Linked DNA regions of Rattus norvegicus: region 1 is linked to region 2. Evidence: chromatin contacts called from public Hi-C data. All regions are on one chromosome and are shown on one strand. Each heading gives the region's core, a stretch centred on a gene start, on an enhancer-like site or on the middle of the called end of the contact. The rest is flanking DNA. Distances are from core to core; before and after follow the strand shown.

Region 1 (6,798 bases), core at 3,733-6,232, 450 kb before region 2:
AGGTTCCCACTCATTTCTGGGGGCTCATTCACATGTAATGTTTGTCTTTTATATTATTTTGTATAATTATGATGGTGTTCATGAATGATGGCTCATGATGAAGCCATTTCCTCACGAAATAGTGTCCCTGAATTTCAATGCGGTGGAAAACTTTAATCCCCATGAGTACAGATGATCAAGCAGGCAACAAGCATTTACCAAGTAAGCAAGCTACTTTGTTCAAAGATTTATGGAAGGCACTGAAAATGCAGAGACATTTCAAACATGAAGACGGCTCTCTTTTCATTTAGAATAGAATTAGAAACATTGTTCACCACCTGAATTAGAAACATTGTCCACCACCTGAATTAGAAACATTGTCCACAAGCAAATGTGCTCTTAGGGTAGGGTCTGGGTGAGTGGGACAGATTTGCAAAAGCCTAGAAGGCAGAAAGGCAAGGGTATGGTTCTTCTTCGTGCTACTTGTGCGACGTCTGGTGAGTTCCTTTGCTAGCCCTCAGTTCTAGTTCTGTAAAACGGCTCTAATAGCAGCCCTTCATTGGGGCATGGCGAGGGTTAGAAATTGGAGGTCATAAGTCCCTTTGACTTAGGGGGCACTTGTACAATTGCTAACTGCTCGTTCTTTATACGTTCTAGATCTGAACTGTGCATATTCTTCCTCATGTATTAGATAACAAAGCCCTCACCATATTTTATAAATGAGGAAAGTAAGGTTTAGAGGAGACAGAATTTAACCAATGTTCCACAATTAGGAAGCAAATTCCAGGGTCAGGATTTGGACCTAGGGCAAAGTCCAAAGCCAAGCTCCTAATTATGATATATGCCACCCTTCCTAGGCCCTTGGATAGCTACTGTGATTAAAACAATTTCACTGCTGTAAACCAGAAAGGTCAAGGGCATCTTTTTGGAGGACTTGTAACTGTTCTGGTCTTAGATCAAGAGATTGCAGTTAAATATGCTGCCGTGAAGAAGATTGGGGTGGAGGGTGGCCCTCTTAAGAGAACTGGGGCTCTGTGTGCGGCTGTGAGGGCTTGCAGATGCATTGGGCTTGGGGGGGGGACAAGCTCTTCTGTGGCAGCGATAGGGCATTTACAGGAATAGTCAGTGTCAAACCACAGAGGTGACTCAATGTGTAGCAAAGAAATCTGCACTTTATTCTCCAGGGAATTGTGAACCTTTGATGATTTTTTTTAAGCCTATACGTAAGATAATGAAATAAAACAGACTTTCAATTGGCCGATCAATAACTATTGGGAACAGATGTCATTCAAAGTGGCATTTTAAGAAGGTTATTCTGGCTTGCGAGGGATGAATTGGAGAAGAAAGAAAACCTCTTCAAATGGTTGTTTTCAATAAGCTGTGTCACGACAGGGGGAGAGGTGTCTCAACTAACAGGGCGATAATAGGAAAGTGCTGGTGTGCCACAGATTAGCTGTTTTATATGTTAGAGCTGATTCAAGGTCACACCTAGAATAATGTCACTCTCCTTCACTGGGATGTGAAGTGCCTTCTTGAGACGAGAAGGGGATGGTGTTACAATCTGATGTAGGAGTTGGCAGGGCCCTGGCAATGCCCTCAGGACGGATACTGCATATCTGTTCTATGCTTGCTTCTCGGCACAGCCAGAGAAGGACTGCAAGAGAGAGGAGCTGGAACAGAGCAGAAATCAGGACGAGTCTGGGGTCTGGAAAGGAAGCCTCAAGATCTTTAAAAAATGTGGGAGTGGTGTTTGGCGGGTGCAGGAACTTGAATGATGGCAGACAAAGGAAAGAAATGAACTGAGACTGTCTCCGAGATCTTTACATTTCACACTGATGGGGACATTTGGAGAGAAAGCTTGCTTTGAGGGCAGATTCGCTGGTCTGGTTGTAGAACTTGTTGGGTTTTAAGTGCATTATTCAAGTGGAAAGACCCAGAGGGCAGTGTCAATAACTGGATCGTGGAAGGAAGGTCAGAGTGGAAAGAAGTCTTCATGTGTCATCCATTTTGAGGCGATTAAATATTATGTTTTCCATTTTAAAAATGTTAAAGGAGTTGAGAGGATTTCCTAACAGTGCAGAGGTTGCCATGCGAAAGCTGTGTGCTGTGTGCTAAGAGCGAACTCCACCCACAACACATGCACTCTGCATTCCTAGAGACAGGCCGTGAGATGCAGGGTTTATGTTCATTTTAAGACGAGAAGTTATCCACAAAGAAAAAAAAATGATTTTGGTCAAGGTCACACAGCAAGCAGGTAGCTGGGGCTGGGAAACCGGGAACGTAAACACCGGTATCTAAGCCACAGTCTAAGCGGGTAAGTGTGAAGCCATCCTATAGAGAAGTAAGCCATAGAAAGTCACAGTCCAGTTAGAAATATTAACCTCTGGTAGCCCACCCTCATTCAAGAGATCTTGAGAAAATATCCTATCTAATAAGCTATAGACGATATCTACCTACCTTCTCACTGCATATGTGATCAAGACGAGGAACGCCACTGGTGGCCATTTAGAGCTTTAAGACATCTTTTTTGCCTTGCCTTGAGTTGATTTCTTTTCATCTCTCATTGACTGTCATTTGCTCTCTCTGTTCAACAAGCCCCAGTCTCCTCCAGGCCCCCACGTCTGCGACGCTGAAATAGATGTAACCTTGTAGTAGCCGGGTCTTTATTTCTATTGTCAGAAAATTCCTCAGTCCACTCATTCCCTTGTATAAAGTTAATTTTAACTCTAGAGCCTGTATCAATAATGTTCCTTTGAGGCTGCTGCTTTCAATATGCACTGGGAAAAAAATTCTGTGGAGAGTTTGGAATTCAACCCTTTCGGAAAGCAGGGAGGGACCTTACAGCTTCTCTTCCAATCTGAGCCCTCTGTCCTCTGGCCAGCAGCCTTCTGTTCAGCCTCCATGTATACTCCATTTTTTTACTGTCTTAATGATCAGTAGAGTTACATCTGAGTGTGTCCAAGATGGGGGTGCTTATTTATTTGGGTCCAAGCAAAATCCTCCTATTGGCAAAGCATAAAGAGAATTATGCTCCCCGGCTTTAACAAGATTAAGCAAGCCCACTTTGAATACCACATTGTGACTGGGGCAGGCAAGAGCGTTTTATTCTTTTTGGGCCAATCCTCATTCTATATCTGGTTCACACAGGAATTCCGAACTACAAGGTGCTGAGGGTCCACAGACAGACTTGTAGGCTATAACGTGGTAGAAATTCAAAGATGGACTATTGGGCTTTCTTGTTACTGTTGTTTCAGTTTTCTTTTGTTTTTAATTGGTAAGTGATCTAAGTCGGGCTCTCGGAATTTACCTTCTGACATTAGAGAAACATCATTTTGAGGAGATGGTCTATGGAAAGGTTGGGCGTCTCCTCTTCTTGCCAGCTCACTACTGCATTGGCTCAGGTTACCATGGAAAAACAGGAGTCATCTCAACAATAACTAACTTCTACCAAATACTTGACCTTGGAATCAGCAATTTACATCCTTATAAAAGAGGTCACTGAGGGAATTTAACTGTGTAATCCCGGCCCCCATGTGGCTAGAGAACGGTGGAAATGAACCAAAGCTTGGGAGGCAGCATTGGAAGCGATTTGAATGGGCAAATCATTTCTTTGCTACTTTGTTTTTAAAAAAAAAAATGGAATCTCCTTTAAAATAGTACAGGAAGGCAGGAAGATGCAGTGTGAGTCCGTGGTAAATACTGCCACAAAAACTCTGCCCCAGGACTCTAGAAAGCCACCAGTCATCACATTTGGAGGGAAACCAGGGAGAATTTAGGTGTGCACATTCTTAATAGCTTCTTCCCTAACACCTTTCCTTCAAACGTCATGCCTTCCCTTTTATTGTGCCTTTCTTTCTAAAAACCAAGGGAGAAAAATCACCTTTTAAACTTGAGCCAAGGAACGCTATTTTTGCAAGTGCTAATATTTTAGGGTGGGCTCCTTTTTTTTTTTTTAAAGACAATTACCAAGACGAAGCATTTGTTTCTTCTTTTGTTTACCCGTGGCAGTTTGTCAGCAGTTATGGTAAGTAGACATCCATCTGCCAGTAAAACTACATTGCAAATTGCCGTAGAAATTAGCAGCTTTCATTTTTGCCTACATAAATAAATATGCGAAATAAATTGCACACAAATGCATCCTTAAAAAAATAAAAAAAAAATCACAGGTACACCGCACAGTTAAATGCCAATCAGACAAAACCAGAGACACACTGCGATTATCTCAGTTTTCAAACCTGGAAGATACACGGATGTGTTTCTAAATGAGAGAGGCCGCGGATCATGCTCGCTGAGATAAAAACAGAAGCTGCCAGACACCGCGCTGTGGCTTTATTCTCAGAGTCCCCTGACTGAAACCCGCTCTATCTTTTCTCCGTGTGTGTATGCGTGCTCTCTCTCTCTCTCTCTCTCTCTCTCTCTCTCTCTCTCTCTCTCTCTCTCTCTCTCTCTCTCTCTCTCCCCCCTGTCTCTCCCTCTGCTCTCCCTCTCTCTCCCTCCCTCTCTCCCTCCATCTCTCCCTCTCCTCGCTGTCTTCCCTTGCTCATTGTTCTCTCTCCCCCTGCCTTTGATGCACATACGTTGTCACATTCCGTCGACTCCTCTCTTCTCTGTTCTTACACTCAAGCCTAGCGGTGCTTTCGCCAGGCAGCAAGCAGCAGCGTCTCCTGCGAGTTTTAGTCATGTGTGCAGCTCAGCTTGATCGAGCGTTCCTTTTCTGCCTTTTCACTCTTACAAAAGATTAAAAGGTGGCGTCACATTGCTCCCCTGTTCCTTCCTGCAGGAGGGACTTAAAAGGGACAACAAAAACTAATCACTCTCAATAAGTATTTTTCTCGCTGGCCAAGAAAAAAATAAATAATAATAAAGAAAGGAAAGGAAAGGGAAAAAAAGAAAAATAAATAGAAAGGAAAGAAGGCAGAGAAGGGGAAAGGCGAGGGGGTGGACTTAGCGGTGGTGTAATTTGAGCCCGTGGTGAGGATTGGAGCGAGCTAGCGATGCTGCACACTGCTAACAAGGGAAGGAAGCCTTCAGCTGAGGCAGGTAAGAGCGCCGATCGGAGGGTTTGACCGAGTGGCTTAGTTAAATTTCTGTTTTCACCGGTTTTGTAATTGAGAAAGGCATCTGCAGCAGAAGCCGATTTTTCAGTCGGCTTCCTTTTGTTTAACATAGAAAGTACCTGTATTAATTTTGATGAATTAGAGCATGCAGCAAATTCAATTGAAAATAGATTTGTATAGTAAATGCATTTATATGGAATGATTTTTTTTCCTCCCTTTTATTAAAGGGGAGAGATGAGAAAGATGATTTTGATCAGAATAGCACTTTGCATTACGTTAAATTCTAAACAGCTAAGGGAAGGGGGGAAAATAATTCAATTGATACTGTTTTTGAACTCCAGGACTTAAGCTCTGGGAAGACAGATGGCATTTGAAATTTTTTCTTCTAACTGAACTTCTGATGCGTTATAATAATTTCTCACCGGAGGTATCGGCAAAGGGCAGAGTTTATTTAAGTCTGGCTGCTTGGGTGTGTTTGGCTTGGGTCTTGTGGGTGAGGCGCGTCTTGAATCTCCTGAACCTGAGGCAGGTTGACGGTTTCTAAATGGAGACTAAGTGTTGTCCCAAATGAAATATGAACTTAAAACCTCAGGTGAGGGCACGCCTTAGAAAGGCATCCAGTAAATAATTAGGATAACCGAGTTATGACAGTTCGGAGGGGGAGTTAACTCTAGAAGTGCTGTTGGATAAAGCTTTCTGGATTTGAAACCCCTTAATGACAGAGGGGGCTAATTATGAGACTCAAGTCGGAACTTTAATTTAAACCCTTAAATCTAGGATACCTGTAGTCCTCTTCAAGAGGTAGCTTTAAATGGGTATTCCTTTTGTGCGCTATGAATGGGAACTCTGGATTATATCTGGTGGCATTTGTCCTTTGAAAAGCTCTGGGATGAAGCTTTAAAGGGCTGGTATCTATTTTCACGCCGAACAAACAGAGAATATGCCCTATCCTTGAATCTCTCAACACAGGGAGTTTGCGGCCGCAGATGTTGTTTTTAAAGTTTGGGCTATTTACTGGTAATCTCGCTCTTTTGTGGATTTTGTGTCCGTTGCCTCTGCTGTTTAAAAAAATGATGAAATTATGGCCGGCATGAATGAACTGATATTTGAGAATGGAAAAATAAAAATACGAATAGGCCAACTTTTGAAATTAAGTGTGACTGGAATCTGAGTTCTATCTAGGCATTTGACAAGCGTTCCCTGACATATCTAAGTTCGTTTTTTAAATTGCCTTGGTGGGCATAGGGGCAAGTGCCTTAAAAGTGTACTGCTCGATTAAAGAGAATGCTTCTCGGGAACGGAATATGGAAAGGTGATGTCAATGCCTCTAGGCTTGGCCCTAGAAAGAATTGCTCTCCCATGGCTTTGTGGAATTCGGCGAACACAGAAAGATGGTATTTCATGCATTTTTGTGTCATGATAGGATGTTTTTTTCCGCTTAGTTTCCAAACTGGACTGGCTGTTTAACACCTCGAGCTGGTGTGTCTGGTGTTGTCAGACCCACCTAATGGTATCTCGTACGTGCAGCTCATGATTCCAGCCCTGAGAGGATTCGGGGACAGGCTCAGTACTGGGCATTGGGGAACAAGTGGAAAGGGCTCTGGTCGGACAACGTCTGGACAACATCCAGAGTTTATCCCGGGTAGGAGTTTCCTGGGAAGGTCCTGGTACAGGGGCAGGCTAACGGAATTATTTTCTGTGGATTGGATTACAGGGAGAGATGTGAACCAGGAAAAGTAATGCAGCCGTGGGATGCTGTGTA
Region 2 (6,021 bases), core at 2,964-5,463:
TATTGGGTTTAAAGCGCTACGTTTATTTGTACTTATTTAGAGTGGTTAGTAGAAGAATTTAACTTCATGTGTGTTATGTTTATGCTGGCCAGCGCTGGCCCAGAAGAAGAATGCAAATGACCTTCTGGATAGACAGCCCCAGGAAACACGGGCATTTCTGAGGAAAAAGCTGAAGTCAGTCAGGACAGTTGCTGCTGACAGCTCCAGAGCAGAGCTTAGAGGATCAGAGGGGCTGGTGAGGAGGCTGTTCCAGGCCGGCAGACAGAGCTGGTCCTAACTGCAGGACCTTGCTAGAGGAGCCAAATTTAGCAAATTAAAGAAATCACTGACCTTGGATATGCGGTCTAAGTGTGATAGCTTCTCTTCCTTTTGAAAAACAGGGGAAAAAAAACAGAAAAAAAATACCAACTCCAAACTGGTTTATAAAGTTTAGATGCAGTGGAGTTAATTAGGCAAATGACCCGTTTAAAAACAGTAAGAAATGACAATGATATACAACGTCACGGATGGGCTCATCTTTCTTTATCTGCCAATATGCAGGTCTTGGAGACCTGTCCCAGGCTGGATGATATTCCCTTGCTGTAATAAAATACCTGAAGCGGACTGTGTTATAAAAATGAGAGGTTTGTTTGAACTGGACATTCTGAAGGTTTAAGGTCCAAACAGCATGGCTTGGGCTCTGTGATGGACTTCATTGATGTATCACAGCAGGAGTCTATCTGCTTCTCTGTCTATAAGGTTGTTCTCTTTCTTTATGAAGCCACCAGGATTCAGTCACAGAATGCTACCTGGTGACCTATCTTATTGACTTACTTTTCAAAGGTGTCACCTCCAAACACATGGATTAAGTTTCCACTCTGTTATACCACTCACCCAAGACCTGGGGGATTAAACTCTCGAACGAACTGGGGTTGGTTGAAGCCATGCCATTGTTACCAGAGGAAACACCAGTCCCACCTCGCCAGTGGAGGGGTTGAGCCCTGCTTGGCTTGAGAGTCCAGTGGAAGAGTTACAGTGGAACTTTGGAATGTTAAGCTGGAAGGAGAGGGGGGAGGGAGGTTAGTATGCACCCCCTGCCTCTCTACCTCATCATGATGCTCTGTAGAAGCCAGAAATGTCACAACACCGCTGCCTGTCGAAAGAAATGTGTACCTTCGGCACGGAGGATGCGTGTGCGACTGAAGCACCACACAAAACCCTTCAAATCAGCTCTATTAAATAAATTTGTCACTAACTCCAAATAAAACTAATTGTGCCATTTATCTAATTGCAGATGAAAATGTGGTTCCTTAAAAAAAAAATAGGTACGGATAGCTTATGATCCAGAATGAAATTGTCCTGTCTTTTCTTCCCAGCGAGCTTCGTTCTTTTAAGTCGCCTGTATTGATATCAAATAGATCACAGCACACAGGGCCCCCTGTGCTTTCTGGCTTCTTTCCTTGCTACCTAATCAGGCCCAAGGAGATAGAGGGAATTCTCCAACACCGTGTTTCTCTCTATCAGAATCAGGTTTTAAATGTTTCAACTTAGCCATCTGAAACCCACTTAACTAAAAGCCATTTAAGAGAAAGATCAAACCCAATTTGCTAACACAAGGGTTTTTTTTTTTTCAATTCTGAGTTAAAAAAAAAAAGAAGAGTTAACCATGTCAGAAATTAAAAATTGAAAGGGACACTGGCGGCCTCCCTGTGTGCCTAATTTGGCTCCACTGAACAAATGACCAAATTGAAATGAGAATTACATATAGAATTTGTTCAACGTTGTCCATTCTTCAAACCATTTCTCACTTCGGAAGAAAGTACAGAATCCACACCCAAATTCACCCCCAGGAAGAAGAAACGTGTCCGTAGTGACCACGGGGTCCTCCAAGAAGCGGGAGAGGGAGATGTGGAGACTTTAGACTCTGCTCTGAAGGCAACGCCATAGAAGGAGTTCGCCATCAAGCTCTGCTTGTGAATGGCATCCTGCCGTCTCTCTTCATTAGCAGATGTCTTGGGTGCAACATTACAAAGACCATGGTAACCTGAGTAAAGTGAGAAGGGGAGCTTCTCTGAGGTCTCACAGCATCCCGTGGAGGCCCTGGGATATTCTGCTTTTCTTCACAATCGGGGTTAGGGGGTTGGTAGACAGAGAGCTTGAAGCCAGAGATCCAAAAGCCTGGCTTAGCCAGTTACTAGCTATGCTGCGCTCAGACAAGTCGTCTCACGTGAGTAGGGAAAATGGGTCACCATTTGCTCAAACAACAAACGCCTGGACCTTGGTGTGATCCTGCCATGCTTAATATGATATGGTAGGGGCTGGGGGGGGGGGGGACGGGACATAGAGGCTCTCCAAAGAGAATTCTAACAGAGCTGATTACCTCTCTCTTTGCAGACATTTAAATTGAGCTAGCTGTCAGGCTAGGGCACGATTGTGCCTCCAGTGATATAACCACCTCTCCTGCTTATCAAATGCACCGCTCAGTTCCCTAGCCTCAGCTTGTTCTTCTGCAAAATAGGAAAGCAATGATCTGCAGCTTATAAACCTAGTAATGGCCGCTTAGTCCAGAGTTTGCCACATGCTAGTGGCCACAGTTGCACTGGGAATGTGGTAAAGTGCCCAGGACCCAGCAGGAAGTCAAGGACGCTTGTTGAGGGCCTCTGTGTGACATCCTGAAACCCCACCCACTTTCTACCTACTCCACACTAGACATCCGTTGGAGTACTCTTGTTTCTGTAGGACTGCAGTCAGGGACCATGTCAAGATGCTCTCTGGTCAATAACAAACCGCCTGTGTGTTGATCCCAGAAGTTTGTATCACTCCATGGCACTGTAGAGATTTCAGTTTGTATAAGCCCCCTCCCCCCACTGATGCTCACACAGTGACAGAATCACCTCCTGGTGAATTTCTCAGGACACATTCTATCATTAAGTCTCCTGAGGTCAAGATAATACTTAGGAGCCCATACTCGGTTCTGAAACCGGCTGCTGCCACCCAGCCCTATGAAACCAGCATACCGGACTCCCTCTGTAGAATAAGGGTATGGTTTCCCTTACTTCCGTCGTATTGCAAAGAATAAGTAGAGTGTAGCAGGCACAAAGGGCTTAGAACTATACTGAGTGCCAAGAAATGCCGCAGCTCCCATCATAGCTAAGGAAAGGTGCTGAGAGAGGTTTGCCCACTCACCTGGGGCCGACTGCTCACCAGTACCATGTACAAGTTTGAGCCAAGATGGAGATTAACCCTCTATTTTCCAGGTGCTTAAGATAGGGAGGTGGTTTCCCTTTTATTCTGTCCCTAAGCCTCTTCTGCCCCGATTTTCCTACCCCAGTTCAGGCCGTCTGTCTGGAGGCTTCCAGAAGATTCCTGGGCACAGTCTATTGGGGGCAGCCGTCAGATAATCAAGAGGAGAAATAAATCCAGGCCTCCTCTGTCCCTCACTTACTTCTACCAAAGAAAGGAACTTGCCCAAGAGCTCAGTCTGCCAAGGGCCATCACTAGCACAAAGCCTGACCCCCGGCCACTCCTTCTTGCTGGCGGCTGTTTCACGGGAGACTTCTCTCTCTTTGTTCCAGCTCGCATTGCACATCTCCGGATCGATATGACATCTCATCCTCTAAAACATTCATATGTCTGCTTCCTAGGATTCCTGTGGCCTCCTGCCACGCGCCACCCCCTTGCCTTGCCTTTGTAGTTAGTGGTCTCGTGAATCTGTCTCCTCTTTAACAGGGCTGCTGGGTGCTATTCTTAAAAAAAAAAAAAAAAAGACAGATACTGTTTGGGTTGTCAACACTGAGTGACAAGCTGGGGTGGGCACGCACATCTAGGTGTAGATGCATGGATGGTGGGCATGTGCATTGTTGTCACAAAAGCTCTTAAAATCCCAGACCATGATTTGTTTGGTGAATAAAACCTCCGGATATTATCCTTCTCTAAAGGTGTTTTGATCACATGGGCGCTTTCTTGAGGAAAGAAAGGCTTTTATTTTATTTCTTTCTTGGGGGAAAAATAGCATCACGACCAGAGTGATCTGGGTGGGAAATGGCACCCGCGCGGCTGATGGCTCTGGGCGTGTGTTTATCTGCACGAGGATGCACAGACCCCATGGACAATGGGCTGCCTGACCGGCGTGGGCAACCATATATTCCAGGCACTCTGCACCGGAGAAAAACAGTGGCCGCGAGCACGTGTCTGTCTTGAGTATTGATTTTCTTGGTGATGTCGGGGAGGGAGGGTGTTTTTAGAGGTCAGCTCAGCACACCACGCGCCACGCCCACGCTATCAGCTGAGGCCACCTGCCGAGCACCTGCAACAGGGAGCGCATAAGAGAGAGGAGTGGGGACGCCACGGACTCCATGACCCTGCACATCTGGAAGCTGCGCCCTCGCCCTGTTTGTTTCCTCCAAACACAGGAATTGATTAATCTCATCCCACTTCCTACTCACTGTTCTGTCCTGAGCCTGTCACAAGAATAGATTAATGTGCAGGTCCTTCTGTGTAGATTCTTCTTGTCTGGGAAACATACTGCTCCTCGGTCCCGGAGCTGCCTTACGGAACTGTCACCTTGTCCTCGCAGCAGATGCACAAGGGGCGGCAGAAAGCCTCCCTGTTTTGGAGAGGGACCAGGATTAGAAAGGCGACAGACACTAACTATCCTCACTGAGGGTGTTCCAGGACCACACTGGGAATGGGACAGGGCCTGCAGGGATGGGCCGGACCGGCAGTGACTGTCTCCCCAAAGCCCCCTCTCATTCAAGTGGTCTTGCCAGGATTCCTGGATCACTTCTTCTCTTCTCCCTTCCGTGTAAGTTCCTGGCTTTGCAACCATCTTGGAAGCTGCAAGCCGAAAAGTTGGACAGAGGCAAATAAGTTTCCCCGAGCCTCCTCAAGAGCTAGGTGCGCAAATCCCATTACTGGTAAAGGGATTTGTGGGCGTCACTTCCATGTGGTGCTTTGAAAATTTATTCCATTCAATGTATTGCTACACTGTCTGGAGGAAAAAAAATAAGCAAAACCATTTCACTAAGGCAGTTAGGATTTTTAAAAAGGGATTTTTTTTTAACTTCTTTGAGATTTAAATTTTTTTAATTCCTTTTTTTAAGTCTTAAGGCGTTTCGAGAATGTTATTCCTCCTGGTTTTATTTGCACCGCCTCTTTCCCAAAGAAAGTAGTTTTGGCTGCAGCTACATTCTTAAAAGGGTGCTATTAAGGCATTGCAGGAGCTCCCTCCCTTCTGCGAAAAGAAATAGGATTGCTTTGTTTAACCACGCCCCAGAGGATGAGGAGCAGAAAAAAAAGCCACCAGAGGCTGATGTCAGCCAGCCAGGCAACCGAAGTCACTAGACCATTACCTTTACATTCATAATGATGGATTTTAGGTTACATAGCAAAATGGCTACTGACCATGGCGTATTCATGAATGAATGCTTGGGAAGAGGTACCCATCCTGAGGAGGCTTGGGCAACATTCACAGAAGAAGTTCTGGAACTTTCCTGCCCCGCTCAATCTTGAAACAGTTATTCCAAAAGAAAATGCAGTGGGCAGATGTCCTCTGGGAGGTGATGGGGATATACCTTGAAATGGTGTCATTCATCAGCACCATGTGAGAACTCGGGGGCTCTGACTCTAAAGTCATATAGGTTAGGATGTGGATCCCAGATTCCCCATTTCCCCACGGTCTGACATCCACTGGATGAGTCAAGCTCTCTAAATGTCAGCGTTCATGTCTGTAAAATGAAAACTATATTGGTGCCCCTTACGATGATAGGGTATCGGTAGGGTAGCTAGGATTCTCTTCCCCTTCAAAAGGCATTCTTCAACAAAATGCAGAGCCCCTCCAGAGGCATTCGCTTCCCCAACATTACCCACCCTCCAGTGCCCTTTCCGGCTTGCTGGATTCTGGCTTGGACTGCTGGTTGCTGGTGTCAATGCACAGTGTCACCTCATTCCCTTCAAGTCTTTATGTGCACTGATTCATCATGGCATTGTCCTTGACCAGTCTTTATTAAAGGAAGAAGAAGAAGAAGAAGAAGAAGAAGAAGA

Evidence for each region. A called contact is a pair of places that touch in the nucleus more often than the background predicts.
Region 1: a contact with region 2 is called in a Hi-C map of mammary epithelial cells, with 2.8 times the contacts expected there. The contact joins two enhancer-like sites. A contact is called at or near these places in 6 of 12 Hi-C or Micro-C datasets (frontal cortex, hepatocytes, kidney and 3 more).

Annotation. Positions count from the first base shown.
Region 1 is chr10:21,655,130-21,661,927 of GRCr8, reverse strand. The region is part of intron 3 of Tenm2 (teneurin transmembrane protein 2); the gene reads left to right. Among named protein-coding and RNA genes, the nearest start is that of Tenm2, 460 kb to the left of the region's middle. Within about 2 kb of position 4,982, at least 28 of the 93 cell types and tissues checked have an H3K27ac peak or open chromatin away from gene starts, as enhancers often do.
Region 2 is chr10:21,202,778-21,208,798 of GRCr8, reverse strand. All of the region lies in intron 6 of Tenm2 (teneurin transmembrane protein 2), which reads left to right. Among named protein-coding and RNA genes, the nearest start is that of Wwc1, 250 kb to the right of the region's middle. Within about 2 kb of position 4,213, at least 2 of the 93 cell types and tissues checked have an H3K27ac peak or open chromatin away from gene starts, as enhancers often do.